Linked DNA regions of Cricetulus griseus: region 2 is linked to region 1. Evidence: chromatin contacts called from public Hi-C data. All regions are on one chromosome and are shown on one strand. Each heading gives the region's core, a stretch centred on a gene start, on an enhancer-like site or on the middle of the called end of the contact. The rest is flanking DNA. Distances are from core to core; before and after follow the strand shown. Region 1 holds the start of Garem1 (GRB2-associated and regulator of MAPK protein 1). Region 2 overlaps Garem1 (GRB2-associated and regulator of MAPK protein 1).

Region 1 (3,256 bases), core at 360-2,859:
GTCAGTTCACCACATAAAGATTTAGGATCCACTTACTGGTCAGATGAAGGACCCCTGGCCTTACCCAAATGTAGATATTTTCTGTTATCTTTCTTCTTTTTGAGTCTAAGGTTTATTTTCAGAAATGACTTAAGCTATTTAGAAAAAATGGTACTCAGCACTATATGGTTTTGAAACATGTGAGTTATGGACCTTTGATGTATTTTTTCCTTCACACCTGAAAAAAATTGTCATGAATGACACAGAACGCAAAACTTTAGCCGAAGCGTTTAGTAGATACTATAACTAATATTCTGAAGTGAGAGGCCCAGGAAGGAAGTGTGAAATAATCTCGTGTTTTTCCTCAAAACTAAACGCACTGGCTTCTTTATGGGAACAGATTTTTCTTAAACCAGCCCTCTAAGAAGCAGTGGGATTGTTTCATGGCCCCTGGGTGCTTGCTCTGCCTCTTATAGACTGAACACCTAATACTGAAAGCGTGTTGATGGAACAGGTTCACCTCAGGAGCTGCTCATCTCTCTAGCTGAACTTCATGAAAAAAAAAAAAAAAAAAAAAAAAGCAACACACAAGTCCGGGCTTTGCCTGGAAACTAGGGACCTCGTAATCCCTTCTATTATCTGAGCTCTGGCCACAACAAGCAAACCCTATTTCAAGACTGTGGGCAACATTATTATGGAAAGCAACCTGTGGGTTAAATGCTAGCACCGCTTCCCAAGAGTTGTGCCATTTTGTGACATCCCCGAAAGTTCTGGTAGCATGTTTAGGAAAGGGGATTTATCTATCAGAAGAGAACCTCTCTGCGCGTTGGAGGAGGATGACCTCCTGGACGTTGACACTCCACAGCTTTCTGCGTCTGGGAATCTTTTGCATCCTGCCTTGCAGCCACACTTGAACTGATCACAGAAACTTTCATCTCCGTCTATGGAGTCATGGAGTCAGGAAGCACCACCGATGGCTAACTCCACGGGCTGGCTCTTTCCCGCCCCGGTCCCTATAGCCAGGAAAACCTGCTGTAGCTGCCAGAGGCAACATCAGAGTTCGCCACTGCCGACCATGAAGAGCGCTGGCTGCACCGCGGGCACCGGGAAGGACGCGCCGGGCGAGGCTGCAGGGCGCGCGAGCGGTCGGACGGGGGAGCGAGAGCCAAAGCTTGCGGAGCGCAGCCGAGCGGGTACCACAGTCCCGGGAGCCGCCTCGGAGGGAGGCAGAGCTCCTAGCTAGAGAAATGTGCGGGAGGCGGGGCCTGTAGGAGGCGGAGCTAGGGAGGCGGGGCCTATGGGTACTGTGGTTGAGGAGGCGGGGCTAGGTTAAGGAAGGCGGCGCCAGAGGAAGGCGGGGTTATGTGTGGGCGGGAACTGTGAAAGGCTGAGCCTACTCGGAGGTAGGCGGAGCTAGTGGTGGAGCCCGCGTTCCAGGGAGGTGAAGCCTCGGCTCCAGAGAGGTGGAGCTAGTGGCGTGGAGGCGGGATCCGAGGAAAAGAGGCGAGGTCCGAGTCGGAGAGGCGGAGCCTGTGCCCCAGGGAGGCGGAGTCCCCGGTGGGAGGCGGGCACGGAGGCGGTGCCAGGGCGGGCTGCGCAGGCGTCCCATGCCCCTTGTTGATTAGTCAGTGCCGGGAGCGCTGCTATGGCGTTCCTCCGACCCGCGGCTCCTCCTCACACTGTGCTCGAGGCGGAGGCTAGGAGGGGCCCGAGGAGGAGGCGGGCGGCCGGCCGCCGCAGCTGCAGAGCCGGGCCAGGGGAGGCGGAGGAGGAGAGGAGCCGCCGCAGCCAGCCGGGCCGCCTGCAGCGCTCCCCTGGCTTGAGGGCGCGGGGCGCCAGCCATGCCTCGGTGTGGCCGCTGAAGGCGGGTGCCGGCGTCCCCGCCGCTGTGCCTCGCTGCCCGGCTGCCCGCGGCGGGAGAGCGAAGCCGCCCGCCAGCCAGCGGTGGAGCGGGCGCGGGAGCGCGGGGCCGGAGGAGGTGGGGAAGATGGACCCGGTGCCCTCGTTGGGCTGCAGCCTCAAGGATGTGAAGTGGAGCCCAGTGGCTGTGCCGCTCGACCTGCTGGTCAGCACTTACCGGCTGCCCCAGATCGCGCGGCTGGACAGCGGTGAGTACCGGCGGGGCGCGCGGGTGCCAGGAAGGGTGGGACCCGGGGGGGGGCGGGGGCAGTGCTCGCCCCTGGCTGTCTAGTTGGCCTGCGAGGGCTGCCGCAGCCCTGGCGCGGCACTCCACTCCCCCCCAGCAGCAGCAGCCGCCGTCGCCAGAGAGGTGCAAATCAGAACCCTTGCAGTGCAGTTAATAAGGGCACCTTAAAAAAAAAAATCAACATCGTGGAAACCTGCAGATAGTAACCTTGGATGCAAGAATTACTCAATCTGGGAACCCTGAAGTTGTCTTAGGCAACTTCCTGACGAAAATAATTGGGCTCTGGGTGGTATCTTGTTTGGGGTGCTCTCTCCAACCGGTCTTCCCTATGTCTGCCAAGAAACTGCAGATTTCAGAGGAAAAGCTCCCGGGTGACCCAATGAAAACGATCACGTTTCTTGGAGATCTTTTATTACAGCTCGTCTACTCTGTTTAACACAACAACGAGTGATTTAGGGTTGTGTGCAGAAAATGTCTTTAGCAGAAGTGATGGTATGCTTACGGTTAATTATTAGCATAGCGCGCTTCCAGCTTAGAAAAAATATTTTAAGCCGCTAAAGCATATTGATTTGCAATCTGAGCTCTGAACCAAGAAATGCCTGTATTTCCTGAAACTGACCACAAGAAAACAACCAAGAACACCGCCCCCCACCACACACACTGATTATTCTGCACTGTGACATATGCAAACAAATATGTAGATGTGCTACTGTCAGTCAAGTGGACACCTTTAGTTTTGAGATGTTGGAGGGGACAGTTTAAGTTGTGTCTGTTTTTTTTGCACTTGTAACTTCACCCAGTTAAGCTTCTTGGGACTTCAGATTGTAGGAAGAAGTCTGCTCTGCTGTAGGGCAGCCGGGCGGGCTGGCACCAGGCAGGCACATAGATAGAGCTGTGGTCACACACAAGCCAGATCAAAACTGGTCTGAACAGAAGGATGCCGTTTCTTCAAGTCACAGGCACTTGCCTTATGTCTTGCTTTCTAGAGTAAAGTGTGTTTCATATGAGATGTGTAAGTGCCCCCAAAGAGGTCTTATTCTATTGCTTGTCTGTAAGGCTAGACTAGACACTGAAACACTGACAAGAGAATTAATAAATGAGAAAGTTTTGAAAGCTGGAAAACAACATTGG
Region 2 (2,877 bases), core at 34-2,533, 63 kb after region 1:
ACATGAGGCCTTTGAAGCAAGGGATTCTTCTTGCTCACCTCTCAAAAGGAAGGAAGGAAGGAAGGAAGGAAGGAAGGAAGGAAGGAAGGAAGGAAGGAAGGAAGGAAGGAAGGAAGGAAACTATCAACTTAGCATGGTGGCCTATGCTTGTAGAGGAGTCTGAGTAGGAAGTTCATGAGTTCAAGGTCAACCTGATCACATATAGCAATTTCCAGGTCAGCCTGAACTGCATAGTGATACCTTGTCTCTAAACACCAACAACAGCCAAAAATAGAACAAAAACATACCAAGACATGGCTTTAAGAAACCAAAGAGGTGAGCCTGGCTCTGGTGGGCAAGGCCTGTGATCCCAGCAACTAGGAGAGAAGGCAGAAATAGAAACATTACAAATTCAAGGTCAGGCTGGGGTGCACACAGAGTTCAAGGCCAGACTGGGCTACTTAGTAAGAACCTATCTCAAAGCAGAAAGTAAATAGCTAGAGCTCAGGGTGGAGCATTTTTTAGTATGTGTGAAGCATAGCTTCAATCCCCATTGCAGACAGGAAAGAGGAGCAGAGGGGAGGAGAAGGAAAGGGAATTGAGACATGGATTGGAATTTAAGATGCTTGTGTGTCTAGGCTCCCCCACCTTGGCAGGTGATAAAATTCTGAGTGTGTTCATGAGAATTTAAATCACTCCATGAACTGCTTGTTATCATTGTGGATGAACAGATTGCTCCTGGGACATAAGTATCTGAGGTAAACTCCAGCCTCACTAGCTTCTATTTTTAAATTCCCACCTTCCTGTGAATCCGGTCAATCTCTAACAAGCTAAGATTATCTCAGTGCCTTCTCCCTGGGCTGCACCCCATGTAACAAGAAGGGATGCTGGCATACACATTTGGTAGACTTATACAGTCTGCACAGCCCCTACTCAGCAAAGCACCAGGGTTTATGTGGCAGTGCCTGTTTCTAAAGATGTGACATGTGCAGTGTCTAGCTCACGACAAAATTATAATAGTGTGCTATCTAATATAACCTTGAATTGTAATTACTGAACAAAGGGAAATGTTGAAACAAATGATTTCATTCTCCTGAGTTACAAGTTTAATTAGCATGAATCATAAGTTTGCAAAAGTAACTGCTAGTGTTGAACCACAGTTTTCATACTTGCTCTGCATACAATCAGTGATAAAAATGGAAAGTCACAAACTTGCCTTTGGGAAGTCCTGGGAACTGACATCTTAGGCCAAAGAACACTTATCCCAGACAGGCTGGCCATTATTAATTATTAACATCAAGCAAGCAAGCAGCATCCATGATTGCATTGCTTGGCCACAGTAAATGGGTAAACTTCAGCTAGTGCTCATTGTTCTCTAGTCTTTTCACCCAGCCTTGTATTGTTTCACACAACTAGCACAACAAACTCACTAAGGCCTCTTCTCTCATTCCTCACATTTTGCAAAAATACAAATGAGGTTCCAGGATGTTAAGTCTCTGATGTAACACAGCCAATACGTATGATTGGAAGCTGGGACACATGGCTCCAGGGCTTCTCTCACTGTAATCTCTTGGGAAGTTTGTAGAGGCACTTTGTGTCATCTATACATCCTAGACCTGTTAGAACTAGCTGGTATGTTGGCTTCCTTGAGGCTCACCCCGTGTTCTTAGAGGAAAAGTCAGTAGATAGTGTTGGTTTTTAGCTTTTTGCTGTGCACATTATCAGTAGTCAACCCTCCTTCTCGTAGTGGAGTGGACAGTTGCTGGGCTTGGAGTCCCATTCATTACTGGAGGAATCTTCTGCCTACCAACTAAGGAAGCAGGTAGTCCTCACCAGGGTATTCTCGAGGACTGAAACTAGGAAAGCTAACTGGTAATGGAGTTAGCAGCCAGTGGGCACTGAAGACAGCAGTGAGGATCAGTGGTTTTCATCAAGACTTTTGTACTAAAGGGACACAAGAGAACATAGGAATGAAAAGCTTTTATTATTTCATTTTCAGAAAATAAAGCAATCTCAAGACTCTACTAGGCTAAATGGAATAACTCGAGGGAAAGAGAAAGAAACTAAGTAATGCAATTGCCTGGTGTCTGGCAAATTGTCCAGCAAGGAGATCCATTCCTCACACCTCAAAGTCACACTGACATGCTTAGCAAAAGACAGGTTGATAAAAGAAAAGCTAATAGGTTTGTTTTCTCTAGTTTTACACAGCCCATAGCCTTCAAAGTGAAGATGCTCAGGGCATGAAGACGGTCCACTTTTGTGTTTGATTCAGGATGGATATGACTGTTATGAAGGGTAGGGACTGAGAAGGAGGGCATGCAAGGTGTGTCCGTTTTAACTCTTGGCATTTCTGGGTGGCCTGTCCTCTTCCCCAGAGTAGGGCAGGACTCCTGCTAGAAGGAGGGTCAACAAGCCAGAGTCACACAAAGAGGAATACTGTGCCATCTCCCACACAGAAGCAAGGGCCTGGGGAAGATTAGAGTTCCTTCTAGGGTTCTGAGTGGCTTTGGAAAAGAGGGGTTTTTAGGACCCTCCTTGGGAAAGTGGAGTTCTCTGTTTCTGAAGAGAAACAGGTTGGAGAGAAAAAAGTGGCAAGCAGAGGTTAATAAAAGCTGCTTCTGCTTCTCTTTAGTTCAAACAGCAGTACACCAAAGCCTACCCTGTTGTAACACCTCCTCACATGCTCCCCACCCTATTCTACTTATTTCTGGCCAGAGAGAAATTCGTACTCAACTCAAGGCAACAATGCAAACATTCCTAAAACAGCAAATTGAAGATTGCCACCAACCCTTGAAAGAGCTTCAGTGTGGCTAATGCACTTCTCCTTGCTTCAAATACTAACCCAGGGTGCACTGGCAGTGGGCTCAGGCTTCAGTGCCTGCTCCTCAACAGCAGTCA

Evidence for each region. A called contact is a pair of places that touch in the nucleus more often than the background predicts.
Region 2: a Hi-C map of the CHK-Q cell line shows a contact between it and region 1, with 4 times the contacts expected there. The contact joins the enhancer-like site here to the promoter of Garem1 in region 1. A contact is called at or near these places in 2 of 8 Hi-C or Micro-C datasets (the CHK-Q cell line and fibroblasts).

Annotation. Positions count from the first base shown.
Region 1 is chr2:215,728,882-215,732,137 of CriGri-PICRH-1.0, forward strand. Garem1 (GRB2-associated and regulator of MAPK protein 1) reads left to right here and starts at 1,610. Exons shown (of 7, transcript XR_004768373.1): 1 at 1,610-2,087.
Region 2 is chr2:215,791,723-215,794,599 of CriGri-PICRH-1.0, forward strand. All of the region lies in intron 2 of Garem1 (GRB2-associated and regulator of MAPK protein 1), which reads left to right. Among named protein-coding and RNA genes, the nearest start is that of Garem1, 63 kb to the left of the region's middle. Within about 2 kb of position 1,284, at least 1 of the 6 cell types and tissues checked has open chromatin away from gene starts, as enhancers often do.